2 separate regions of the Mus musculus genome follow, and region 1 is linked to region 2. A link is a contact called in public Hi-C data. All regions are on one chromosome and are shown on one strand. The core of a region is the stretch at or near the end of the contact, and the rest is flanking DNA. Distances in the headings are between cores, read along the strand shown.

What was found. A called contact is a pair of places that touch in the nucleus more often than the background predicts.
Region 1: a contact with region 2 is called in a Hi-C map of cerebellar granule neurons, with 2.0 times the contacts expected there. The contact joins two enhancer-like sites. A contact is called at or near these places in 2 of 484 Hi-C or Micro-C datasets (the G1E-ER4 cell line and cerebellar granule neurons) and 2 of 115 datasets of contacts at active chromatin or transcription factors (acute myeloid leukemia and embryonic stem cells).

The regions. Positions count from the first base shown.
Region 1 is chr12:77,192,696-77,198,772 of GRCm38.p6, forward strand. No RefSeq gene overlaps it. Among named protein-coding and RNA genes, the nearest start is that of Gm40446, 4.0 kb to the left of the region's middle. Within about 2 kb of position 4,621, at least 82 of the 459 cell types and tissues checked have an H3K27ac peak or open chromatin away from gene starts, as enhancers often do. A contact at or near this core is called in the G1E-ER4 cell line and cerebellar granule neurons, where this site is marked.
Region 2 is chr12:77,004,754-77,011,217 of GRCm38.p6, forward strand. All of the region lies in intron 1 of Gm35041 (a long non-coding RNA gene), which reads left to right. Among named protein-coding and RNA genes, the nearest start is that of Gm35041, 36 kb to the left of the region's middle. Within about 2 kb of position 4,613, at least 60 of the 459 cell types and tissues checked have an H3K27ac peak or open chromatin away from gene starts, as enhancers often do. A contact at or near this core is called in the G1E-ER4 cell line and cerebellar granule neurons, where this site is marked.

The DNA of each region.
Region 1 (6,077 bases), core at 3,371-5,870, 190 kb after region 2:
TGAAGCACTAGTCATGATTGAATTTAGGGCTTCTTATATTCTAGGCTAGCACTAGACCAACAGAGATCTTCCCTTAAGCTTGCAGGCAGGCTTTGTACCTGGGACCCTCCCCTCTCAGCCTCTGTTATGCTCCTGAAAGGTGCCCTGGGTGCTAAGAGGTAGTTGTTTTCTGGGAAGAGGTATGATGAAGTGGAATAAGGGTGGGACTTGGATACTGTCCACATGAAGGCATTCCAGGTCTTTTGTCATGTGGGCAGAGCCTGTACTAAGAAAAGTGCAGGTAGGTTGGAGGCCGGCCCTCTTCCATCCCCAAACTAACCAGATTGTTTAGGTTTCAAGATCAGACGAGTTCAGTGTGATTCGACCCATGGATAGGGTTGTCTAGCCTTTTCTACTTCACTTCTTTATAGCTCAGGACTTAGCTCAAGACTTCTGTATCTGAACCTGGCCTTCATGGTTATAAAGATATATTTGCCAGTATAGGAGGACAGACTTATCAGTTTGTTTAATTTATAACTTTTGGAAGTGGTATATGGCTCTCTATTTGTATTCATGTGTGGAGCCCTGCACACTGTAGGACAATCATTCTGGGCTTCACTGTTGGTCAGGTTTACTTTTTTCTTGTGGTGTTAACAAATGAACACAGGGCTTCCTGTATGCAAGGCAAGTTCTCGGAGTATCTTCAAATAAAGCTATGATTATGTCATTAACTGCCTCAAAGATGTTTGTTTCTATTTTCGGTGCTAAGGGCGGAGCCCTCAGCTTTCACATGCTTGGCATGGGTAGGAGCACAGAACAGCCCTCTTAGCCCCTTTGCCTGAAAGCTTTTGAAGATGACTGGCACTGCTCATTGGAAAGTGAGTGACTTATTACTCTGAATGAGGCCGGCAGTCAGGTGGGACCTGCCTTTCATCAGAGAAAAGGGTCAGGCCAGGCTAGAGTTGATATGAGAGCAGCTGGCTGCTCAGACCTCAGGGGCAGCTTAGAGCACAGGCAGCCTGGGAACAGGGCAGGCAGTCACCGATGATGCGTGTTTATAGAGAAAAGCCTTAGAATGTCAACGCTAAGTCCATCATAAATGGTCAAGAAGTAACTGAAATGACACCATGCTGAAGGAGATTTGATATCTCAGGGCTCATGTAGTTTCTGTGTTCAGATTTTCCTGGTCTCGGGGCCTGGCATTTGTGCCATGTGGGAATCTTCTAGGGAATGGGAGTGGACCACAGATGCACTTAGCACTTAGTAACCGTTTCTAAGGGCCAACTCAGGACAATAGTGAGCCTAAAGCACATATAATACATCTCCTATTTTATTCATCTATTTTTTTTTGTGGGCTGAAATCAAACTTGAAATATCATCCAAGCCGGTTTACGACTGATCTACATCCCCTTCCCTGAATATTTTTAAAAAGAGCAGACTTGAGAAATGATTCATTTATACCAAGAGAATGGATACATAGGCAGGACTGGAAGGGGAGAGATGGACTAGGCCAAGATGAGGTTCCCCAACATTCTTAACATTCTAGCAGCAGAATCAGGTGCTCCACTTGGGAAAGGATGCAGACCCCAATCCAGCCTGAGGTGTGAATTCAGAACAGCTCACCTGTAAAGCCATGACCCGTATTCTTTTTGTAGATGTAAGGGGACTAAGAGCCCGAGAGAGAGAAGCCATTGTTGAGGTTGGAAAACAAATGGGTAAGTTTTACAATAAGGAAAGTGGAAGAAAATATATGAAAGAAAGCCTTGAATATAAACTAAAAACCAACCAACCAAAAACTCCAAGCAAGCAAACAAACAAACAAACAAAATATTCATAGCTTTCCTGTACTTTAAATCAAAGCTTTAAGGACAGACTCCAAAATCTAGACAATAGGCTTCTCCTCACAGATGTGTTTTCTCAATGGCTTAACAGAGCGAAGGGTGCTGGTATTTTAGGACAGTTCCTCGTAATTTACAAAAGTTTTCTTATTTTTCCAAAATCAATCTCTCTCTCTCTCTCTCTCTCTCTCTCTCTCTCTCTCTCTCTCTCCCCACCCCCCCTCCCGTGCTTCAGGATAACCCCAAACTTGGAATCCTTCTGCCTTGGCCCCCTAAGTGTGGGACTGTGAAGATCATAGGCACATGCCACCACCTCTATCTCAGAATTAATTCTTGAAAGCAATTATAGTAAAGGTCTTCATTTTAATAAATGAAATGATATATTTAAAAAGCCACTTTAGTAATATTACAAAGAAAAAGAGTTCTACCTATGAAAACCTGGGAAAGGACAGCATGAATTTCCTCTCATATAAACTTGTAAAGAGTAATAAGAGCAAGAGCTCTAAAGGTTGTAAGAGTTGGATAACCTGCTCATCCCTCCCACCAGTCCCTTTAAGTCGAATCACTTAGCAACAGTGTAATGAAGGCCAAGATTTACAAAGCATAGAGTGGGTTTAAAGTCAAAGCTGGCAAGAGCCAAAATACCAATAGTTCTGAAAGGGCAAGGGGGTGGGGCTAGTAAGGGGAACCTAGAGAGCAAACTAAGAGATGAGGGCCACCTGGCAGGAAGGAAAAGAAAGATAAATAAGGTGACTCCTTGGCCACTCCCATGGTGAGGCTGGAGGACAAAGAAAGCCAGTGGAGGCAGTCCTTATGACTAAGCCTTTTTCTTGGTAGAAAACTGAGAAGGCAGAGAAAGGATTATGCCAGGTGAATAGAAGAAACCCCAACATCTATCAGAGACCGCTGAGAGATTAGAGTGGCTATTGTGTGTCTTAGCAAACACTGCAGAAAACAGTGAAGATACTGCCTTTTCTGCCATCTTGTTTATATAATCCTTCAGTGTGTTTATAAGAAAAAAATAAAACAGCCATTATTCCATGTTCTGATCTTACATGGAGGTGGTGGCAGTGTCCTATGCCTCACTCCCAGACCTCTGGGGTCTCCATTCTGGAAGCAACTCTGAAATGCAAAGTTAAACAAGCACTCAAAATGCAATAGATTCTACAAACCACTGAACTACAAGACCAAAGACTGAGTGATAGCCATAATCTTGAGATTTTTGTTGTTTTCTCTATTCTTGAGGCAGGGTCTCCTTATGTAGTCCAAGCTGACCTCAAAATGACAATTCCCCAACTTCAGCCTCTTAAGTTCTAGGAGTATAGGAGTGTGCAATCACAGGATCATGTTATGAATATGGTAAAGTTATCTTTGTTGTGAAAATAATTTTGTGTAATGTATGAATGAATGTGGATAAGCACAGGAAGAGAGAACAGACAACTGATAGCAGTTGATTTGTAAGATTTGTAAGATTCCACGGAATCTTTAATATTGTATTTTGATGATGATAATGTTCATGTGAGAGTTTACTGAATGAAAACCTTTTAGGAGTTTTACAGGAATTACACCAGAGACAAACGCTCAGACACAGTTTATACACAAATGATAGTATTTATTCCAGCTGGCTGGTATTACACTCAGGTATTCAGGACCCAAATGTAGCTCTGAGTATTTAGGGCAAAAGGTTTCTTAAAGGTAAAAACTACATCCTGTTGTCTCACTCTGTGCCTGTTGGGAGAGGTTTTGGGCAAGCAAGCAGTTTAGCAGTAGTTGAGTTAAGCTGGTAGCTGGGAGGGGATGTCTGCACAAGCACGCAATTCAACAGAAGATAAGTTAGCTGCACCATCTTGACCTCAGATCTCTAGAATAGAATTGGGTAATTTCCCACAGACTTCTTTATTAAGGAGCTCAAACTCTACTTAAACCTGAAATGACCCAGTAAAAATCCAAAATGGAAGAACCTCTGCACTGTCTTGCCCCATCACAGGAGACCTTGCAGCACAATGATTTAAGGTTCCGACTCTACTTCTGAGGAGTCTGTGAGATTCAACCACAATATCTGTTCTCTTGATCTCTGTTAGAGCTGTTCAGACTCCTGATTCTCTCAATCATCTCAGAAAAGAGCCAGCATGTAAAAAAGGGAGGTAACACTGTGTCTGGCTTCATAGGAGCCCAAAAACTTTTTTTTTTTTTTTTTTTTGGTTTTTTTTTTTTGGACAGGGTCTCATGCTGTAGTCCAAGCTATTCTTGAACTTAAGGTGATCTCCTGTCTGAGTACTGGGATTACAGTATGTACCACTATACCCAGTCATCTCACAAGCACTTTAGATATGAGTGATTACAGAGCAGCCATCCTTGACAAAGCTTATCTCTCTCATTTCTGAAATAAAGGGCAGAACCTTCAGGGAGGCCTCTCCTCTTAGTTTCTTTGTCAGTATTTTTCAGAAAGTAAGTTATCTGTCCAAGGCAACCTGAAACTGCAATAGAAATTATTCTCTGGGCTAGAGATGCCAAGATTGCCAGAAATTTAATGCAGCACAGCACAGCACAGCGCAGCACAGCACAGCACAGCACAGCACAGCACAGCACAGCACAGCACAGCACAGCACAGCACAGCACTTACTACCCTGCCTATACCTAGACCTCTTGCTTTGGCTGGTCTGCTGGTGACCTGTGAAGCTCTGGACAGGGCAGGGCAGGGCAGGCTTCAGAACTCAGCATGGCTCCCTGGCAGAGGCCAGCGAGTTGCTTGCCAACAGGAAGCCCTGGCTAGCAGGTCTTGAGGAAAGGGAGAGAAGAACTCTGTAACCACAGGAGCCAGGAAATGCTCATTATAGACTCTGTAAAGGGACCCCCGGTGTTTTCTGGGCTAACACAGAGAAGGACTATTTACTTCTCAGCGATGGCTTTCAGAATTGGAGAGCTCAAGCTGAAGCCAGGAACTGGGAACTGGGAACCACCGATCCAGATCATCACGTGATGGAAACACACCTGCGGAGATAAAGAACAGTGTGGCTCCCTAAGCAAGCATTCTTGTGGACGCTGCATTACCAACCAGGCTGGGACAATTTGTCTTTTGCCAACTAAAGACAAATAAATGCAGGTGGGCAGAGCAGGGCAGCTCCTCCAGCAGCCTTGTGATCTGAGAATCATTTGAACCCTACCCCACATGAGTGTTGCCTAGATAAGAGGTACGAGTTCATACTCCATCACCAAGGAGCAAGAAAAATACATGGCTTTAGTTTTCTAAATCAAGTGAAAATCAGGTTGTGGGCCCCACCTGGATCTGACTTGTGTGAGGGGTCACTGGTAAGACTGTGTTAGAATGCAAGAGCTTTGTCTAGTGGTGGAGAAAAGGGTGAGGACTTGAACTACTCAACAAAATCACCAGGATTAAAGTTGTTTCTTTGTTATGTGGCCTAGCTGGAAAACTCAATGTTTATCTTCCCAGTGCCTACTTTGCCTGCACTTTGCCTGCCAAATCCACTGTGAGGAGCCTTGTCTAGTTTGTTTGTTTGTTTGTTTTACCCAAGGTCATGTGTAGTTAGAGACTGTCCTTGAGGCTTTAGCCATGAGCTGAATGCTAAGTTTGGGGTGGGGGATGGACGGTAGAGGAGTTCTGCAGGAGCTTTAAACCCTTCCTGCAGACTTCACAGCAGCATTTCCCACTGTTACTGCTAGCTAATGCTTTCTCATTTTCAAATACAGGGCCATGTAACCATCTTACAGAGTTCTTTCCTGTTGGCCTTTCAACCAGCCTGCTGCCCTCAGACCCTGCAGAGAAGCACATTAGAGACCTGACTGCCAGGCACCAATGGCTTCCCTAGAGCCATGCACAGAAGAGGCGCAAGCCTCCGAGAGGGCATGGCTTTGAATGACCCTCTAGGCTTGTCGAATCTAGAAAGCCAAGGTCCTCTCCTCTGCTCCCCACCTCCAGTCTAACTCCTTTTTGGAGTTTGGACTTTGTCTTTTGACTCCAATAAAAATGAGGAACTAAGACCCTGAACACAAAGTCTTGGGTGACTAAGGAACTAAGGGGCATTGAAGGGGAACAGATAGACACGTTTCTTAAATCTGAAAGGGAAAGAAGCCTCATGTGATTATTACTCTGTTACTAGAGAATCACCCCTTTAGATGAGACATAGCTGGGATCCTGTATTAGATGCCCCATTGGGAGAGGGGCAGGTAGGGGTGGCGCCCTATTCACCTGATACTTCATAATGTGGCAGGAAGGGAAAGAGGGTGCTTAGCTTGCTCATA
Region 2 (6,464 bases), core at 3,363-5,862:
GTTTGTGTGGTCTGCCACCAATCACAATGAGTGGCATGACTCAGTTTCCCCTTCCATGCAGTCCAGTGCTGCATGTCTGGAAACTTTCGTCCTCCAGTCACTCTGTCCTTGGGAGCTGCATGGCCCATGCTAATTAATCCACGTCTGGAACCAATCTGGTTTGTCTCCCGGCTTACCCTTAGGTCCACAGGCCATAACCCTCTTGTACTTACTGATCTCCTGGGTTTTCACGAAACACTCTGGAGAATGGTCCATTTAGTCCAATCACGATGCAGAACAGCATTAATAGGCAATTGCCACGGGGAGATAATACAGGAAGAAAAATGGCTAAAAATATACAGTGAATCACAGAAAATTACATCTCTTAAAACCTACAGTGTATTCCTATTGCCATAGCAACCTCTGGCTAGTAAAGACAGAGCTGATTTATCACAGGCTTTCCCCAGCCCTCCGTTCTGCCGGAAGCTCTTCCAGCCCGTGGTGTGAGTCCCCGTGAAGATGATGGGACCTGTCCAAACACGGAGGTTTCCCTCTTTGTGACTTTTAGTGGCATTTCTGTGGAAGGAAACAGTGGTTCGTTCTGTAAGGCCAGGGCATTTCCCAGCTCCCTTCTGAGATGATGTTGACCATTGCTAACCTCTGACAGAGCGTCTGTGTTCTCTCAAGCCCACGGTTTTCCCTGAGACGGTGGCCGAATGGAGATGTGAGGAGCTGCACCCGGCCGGCTGGCATGGAAACATGAAGAGGAGGGGAGCTTTCCACCTTTCCCTTCAGTCTCCACAGCTCCTCTCCTTTCTTCAAAGTTCATTCGTTGTGAGATGGCCTGGAGAGGGTGGTGTGTTTTAGCATGGCGATGAGACTGGTGTCTGGGAAGATGTTAAGGACATAGTCAAACATTCTGTTTTGTCACTGCAGTGCTAAATGTCACTGGTGTGTGTCTTTGCCATAATATACAGAGGAAATTCTTGTGTTTCCTTTTGTTGTTGTTGTTGTTTTTTGTTTTCTTGAGACAGAATCTTCCTATGTGATGCAGGCTGGAATTGAATCTATGCATGATCCTCCTGCCTCAGCCTCCAGAATGCCAGGATTATAAGTACATGACACAAATGAGATGATAGAAGAGCAATACATTTTTATAATTGGAATATACTCTGGATACCCCGGACCAGAGGTCTAGAGTATCATCCCTCCAAAAACCTGCCTGGACATGGGGATAGCCCCAAGAATGCCTACCCGGACATATCTGGGACAATACATGTGCTCATTGTATGTGTACACAAACATAAATAAAAATACAATCTTAAAGAGCTGGCAGGGCATGGTGGCACCTACCTTTAATCCCAGTACTCAGGAGGCAGCGGCAAGCAGATAGATCTCTGAGTTCGAGGCCAGTCTGGTCAATAGAAAAAGTTCCAGGACAGTCAGGGTTATATATGAAAACCCTGTCTCAAAAAAAAAAAAAAAAAAAAAAAAGCCAGTGGATGTTAAAAGTGAATAAAAGTTTGATGGGAAATGGCAGAATCACACAATCTCAAAGGATCTCCTCACAAAATATTTACTGATTTTAGAGGAAAAATAGTGCAGTCGAGAGGCTCTCCAGACACTGTTTGAACCGAATGATCAAACACATCTTAAGGGATAAATGGGTCACACTGGCATCGTGTTTCCTAATGCGTGCACTAGAGACAGAACGCCACACTTCTGGGCCATTTCTGCCACAAGTGCATAACCTAGATCTCATTGTGAGGGAACAACAGACACGTTCTGAATAAGGGCAGCCTATATGTAATTGGCTTTTATCCATCAAAGACGCCAGCGACATGAGAGGCACAGATGAGTGCTCTGTTCGATCAGAAGAGACCCAGCGGCCACGACAATGTGTTATATGAGATTGGTTTTGGATCAATTTTTTCCTTCCTCTTTGACTGTCAAGAGTGTTATTAGGAAAAATTGGTGAAAATTTAAAAAGGTATGTAGCTTACACAACACCATTAGGTCAATATTAATTTCATGATTTGGAGACTGGGGAGGTGAGAAAGAATGGTCCTGATGTGAGGAAATAAGACACCGCAGTGCTTAGGGATAATGAATCATCTTGTCTGCATCTCCCTCAAAAGTGGCTCAGTGGGGAAAAGGGAAATAGAGAGGAAAGATGATAAGCAAATGGGGTATGAATATTCAGGAATTCTTTGTACTTTTTGCATTTTTCTGGGAGAAATACTTTGTGATTTTTCTTAAGTCTGAAATTACTGCAAAGTAAAAAGTTCCCATCTGCAGACTCTAGTTCCGTTGAGTGAATGTTCTTCCTACTCTTCCTGTCTGTCATTCTGAGGCTGCACTCTGTCACACAGAGCTTCCTTCACAAAGCGAGACCTGTATAAGGGAGTGTGAGGACTGCAAGTGTGTGTGTGTGTGTATGTGTGTGTATGTGTGTGTGTATGTATGTGTGTGTGCATGTGTATGTACGCGTGTGTATATATATGTGTGTGTATAGGTATGTGTGTGTGCATGTGTGTGTATGTATACATGCGTGTGTGTATGTGTATGTATATGTATATGTGTGTGTGTATAGGTATGCGTGCGTGTGCAACCAAGTCAGTGTCACAATAGGCTATCAAGCTTCGATAAAGACAGTTGCTGCAAAGCCAAATCAGAGTGGGAATGAAATCCAACAACCCACAGTGAGTCCTTTCAGGTTTCTCAGGTAAGAGAGGGTACAAATGGCTTTGGGGGGATGTGTCCCCAGCTGGCAAAGTATGAGAAAAGGAATGCGTTTGTCTCTTCCCTCTCCCCTCCCCTCTTCTTCCCTCCCCTCCCCTTCCCTTCAGTCAGTCTCCCCTCCTTCTCTTCTCTCCTCTTCCCTCCACTCTCCTCTCTTCCTCTCCCCTCCCTCCCCTCTTCCCCTCTCTCCCCTCCTTTCCTCTCCCCTTCTGTCCCCTCACCTTCTCTTCCCTTCTCTTCTCTCCAGTTCCCCTCTCCTCCCCTCTTCTCCTCTTCCTTTCCCCTCTCCTCCCCTCCCCTCTTCCTCTCTTTTCCTCTCTCTTCTTTTCCTGTTCTCTTCCTTCCTCCCTTCTCTTGCCAGGTTTCTTCTCAAACACTCCGGGTCCGTTTCTATCAAGGACGGATCAGTCTCCACAGCAGGGTTCTTTCTCCTTCTGAGTCCATAGAGTGAAACTGAGTGTGTAGGACCTGCTAACACCAGGCTCTGAAGGTGTCAGGTGGGGCAGGGACAGGGGCAGGGGCAGGGACAGAGTCGGGGGTGATGGTAGTGGAGATGATGTGAGGCCCAGGGCGCTCCCCCCACTTGTCCCAACTGGTCCAGCTGCTTTGTACAACCTGGAAGATACGCTCCAAAACCACATCAGTGTCACACAAAGGTCATGATATGAAAAGGTTCCAGAGAAAGGTTTGCCATGTGTGACATTGAATTTCACAGCCCTCCTTGCTCTGCAAGCTGGTTGCTGTAATTCCCAGTGTTGTGAACTGCAGTGAAGCAGAGAGAGGTTCGGCTGTTTACAAATGATCCTGATTGAATGGAACACATCTTGATTCCTTCCCAAGGGTCCAGGAATAATACCAAGAAAAGACTTAGGGATGGCCAAGGCAGAGCCCTCTTCCCTGGAGTGATCCTCTACTCAACCCTGGCTTTTAGAATGCTGGCTTGTGCTTGCAGCAAGGCCTTGGGAAGGAAAGAAAACCGAGTCATTTCCAGTACCGCAAAGATATTTGTCTCAATCCACCAACACCAGCCACATATGAATTGTATAAATCAAGTAGGCATGGGGCTTTAGGCTAGGCTGTGAAAACATTTAAGCATTTAAGAGCTGGTCAGCTCCAAACTGATTCAATCAGAGTGAAAATAAAGACACAGAGTGTGAGCCGTTCTAAAAGAGGCCACAGGCTAACCCTGTGGGGAGCAGTGGACCCACGGCCGGCTCCTAGGTTGCATATGGATTATTGGGAATCTGAATCTTTAATCACTGTGTGACTTATTTGATCACATACCTCTCAAAAACAAAAAAAAAAAACAACAAAAACAACAACAACAAAAACAACCAACCAACCAACCAACTAAAACCCTCAAAACAACTCTGCTTCAGAGACACTGTAAAATAGTATCTTTTATGAATTAAGGGGGACTCAGGCCCTAGATGACTGATTCTTAAATTTAGGCTTTACTCACTTCATGATAACCCGATTAGCACTCAGACAAGAGTAGGGACCAGCAAGAAACTCTCTGTACATTCCTAACGAGGATGGGGATGCAAGAGTTCCTCCATCTGGGCTCATTCACTCGACCCTAGTAATGTGAGAGCAATTCATTTCTGCCTCCCGGGTTCTCTTATGGAAACATATCATTGCTCTTACATGGGAAACGAACCCACTTTCATGGGGCTTAATTTCATTATTTTTTTCTCCCCCTGCCAGTCTGAGGAAGCAGGCACATCAGCTCTTTCAGAACCAATTTTTAGCAGAAATGTTCTCATTAAGATCTCAAAACTCCGAGTCACAAGGGCTCGGGGGAGAGAGTTTCATCTTAGGAGCGGAATCCAGCGCCAGGAGGAAGCAGGTGCGAGCAGGAGGCCAGGGCAGAGGAAGCTCTGTGGGAGGTGGAAGAGTGGCTGGCCAAATCTGTCTCTTTGTTGCAGTTGGTGGCTTGGATCACATGGTGTCACTGTTGTGAGTGTCCTATTTGAATCTTGGCAGTTGTGAACCCATCAAAACCGGGGCAAAATTGCTGGTTACACGACGGTTTTAAGCTCCTTCTGGATGGCCACACCCATATTCACAACTTGCTGTTCTGTGGCATCAAGGTGTTCTGTGCGTCCTGATTACAGAGAAACCCTATAATCTGTCCGTTCTCATCATATTTACGATGATGGTTAAAAAGTAGCTTTGGGTTCGATTGCCTCTCCTCCCACCGACAGCCAAGGGCTCTTTATCAGTATTTGAGTTCCGAGAGACAGTGAGACCGGCTTTGACAAGCGCAGTGTATTGGAAATAACACTTCTAAGGCAGAGCTGTAAACCACCAGCAGCTTCTATTTCTGGATGCTATTGCCAAGTCTTAGTGTTCCCTACTGTGAGGAATGCCAGTCGAACCACAAGCAAGGAGAGGGGCCATATGGATAAATGCCGAAGGACGTGGTGCCCAAGTGAAATATTATATAAGACCTTTCTATATAGCCTCCAGGTGAATGACCCTGAGCAGAGGCGTGTGGAACAGAAAAGCCACCCAAGACAGTCCTGTTAAATTGCTGCTCCACAGAAGCATAAGCAAAAGAGATGGTTGATTTAACCCAGTAAGTTTTAGGGTGGTTTGCTGTCTAGTGAAAGAAAACTGAATCTGACACAGTGAAACCTAAGGGACTTATATCACACACCAACATGACCCCGACAGAGAAAGCACTATATCCCGTGGATAGCTAAAACTCTTTGTCGCTGGGAGCAGAGCTCAGACACACTCCTGGTTCTAGTATGGTCTACAGGATGTCAGGAGCTCCTTTCTTTTTTATTATTTTCTGTACATTGTTCCATCTATTTTTTTTTTTTTAGACAGACTCTCTCCTTGTAGCTTTGGCTGTCCTGGATCTCTCTCTCTCTCTGTAGACCAGGCTGGCCTTGAACTCACAGAGATCCACTTGCCTCTGCCTCCCGAGTGCTGGGATTAAAGCTGTGGCCTGGCATTGTTCCATCTTTTCTTAAAAAAAGAATGTACTTTATTTGCTTGAGTGTGTGTGTGTGTATATGTGTGTGTGTGTATGTGTGTGTGTGTATGGGTGTGTGTGTGTATGGGTGTGTGTGTATGGGTGTGTGTGTATGGGTGTGTGTGTATGGGTGTGTGTGTGTATGGGTGTGTGTATGGGTGTGTGTGTATGGGTGTGTGTGTATGGGTGTGTGTGTGTATGGGTGTGTGTGTATGGGTGTGTGTGTGTATGGGTGTGTGTATGGGTGTGTGTATGGGTGTGTGTGTATGGGTGTGTGTTTGTGCATGCCCCTGAGCCCATCGTGCATACGTAGAGGTCAGAAGACACTGTTTTTGAGGGCCAGTTTTCTTTCCCCCAGACCCTCTTGGTGTTTCTGCTGCCGCGGTTCTTACTCCAGGAGCGCTGGTTTAGATGCTTCCAACCAACTCTCTCCTTTCTGCCTACTGTCTCTCTACAGGAACGCTGGGATTTCTGATGTGTGCTACCGCCTCTGGCTCCTCATCTCCCACCAGGAATCTGATTCTGGTCATCAGGTTTGCATGGCGAGCCTTTTACCCATTGAGCCATATTTCTGGCCCTTCACTATATTTTTAAAACATTCCACAGAATTTGTAAGACATCTAATTTACCTAACAATAGGAGATTGGGCAAATAATTTATGGTAAATTCACTTCACTTCACAAACAAAAAACCACCCTCCCAAAACTCATAATAAAATAAAACCCTTGCAAGAGGTTAAGAGCAGTGGTTGCTATTA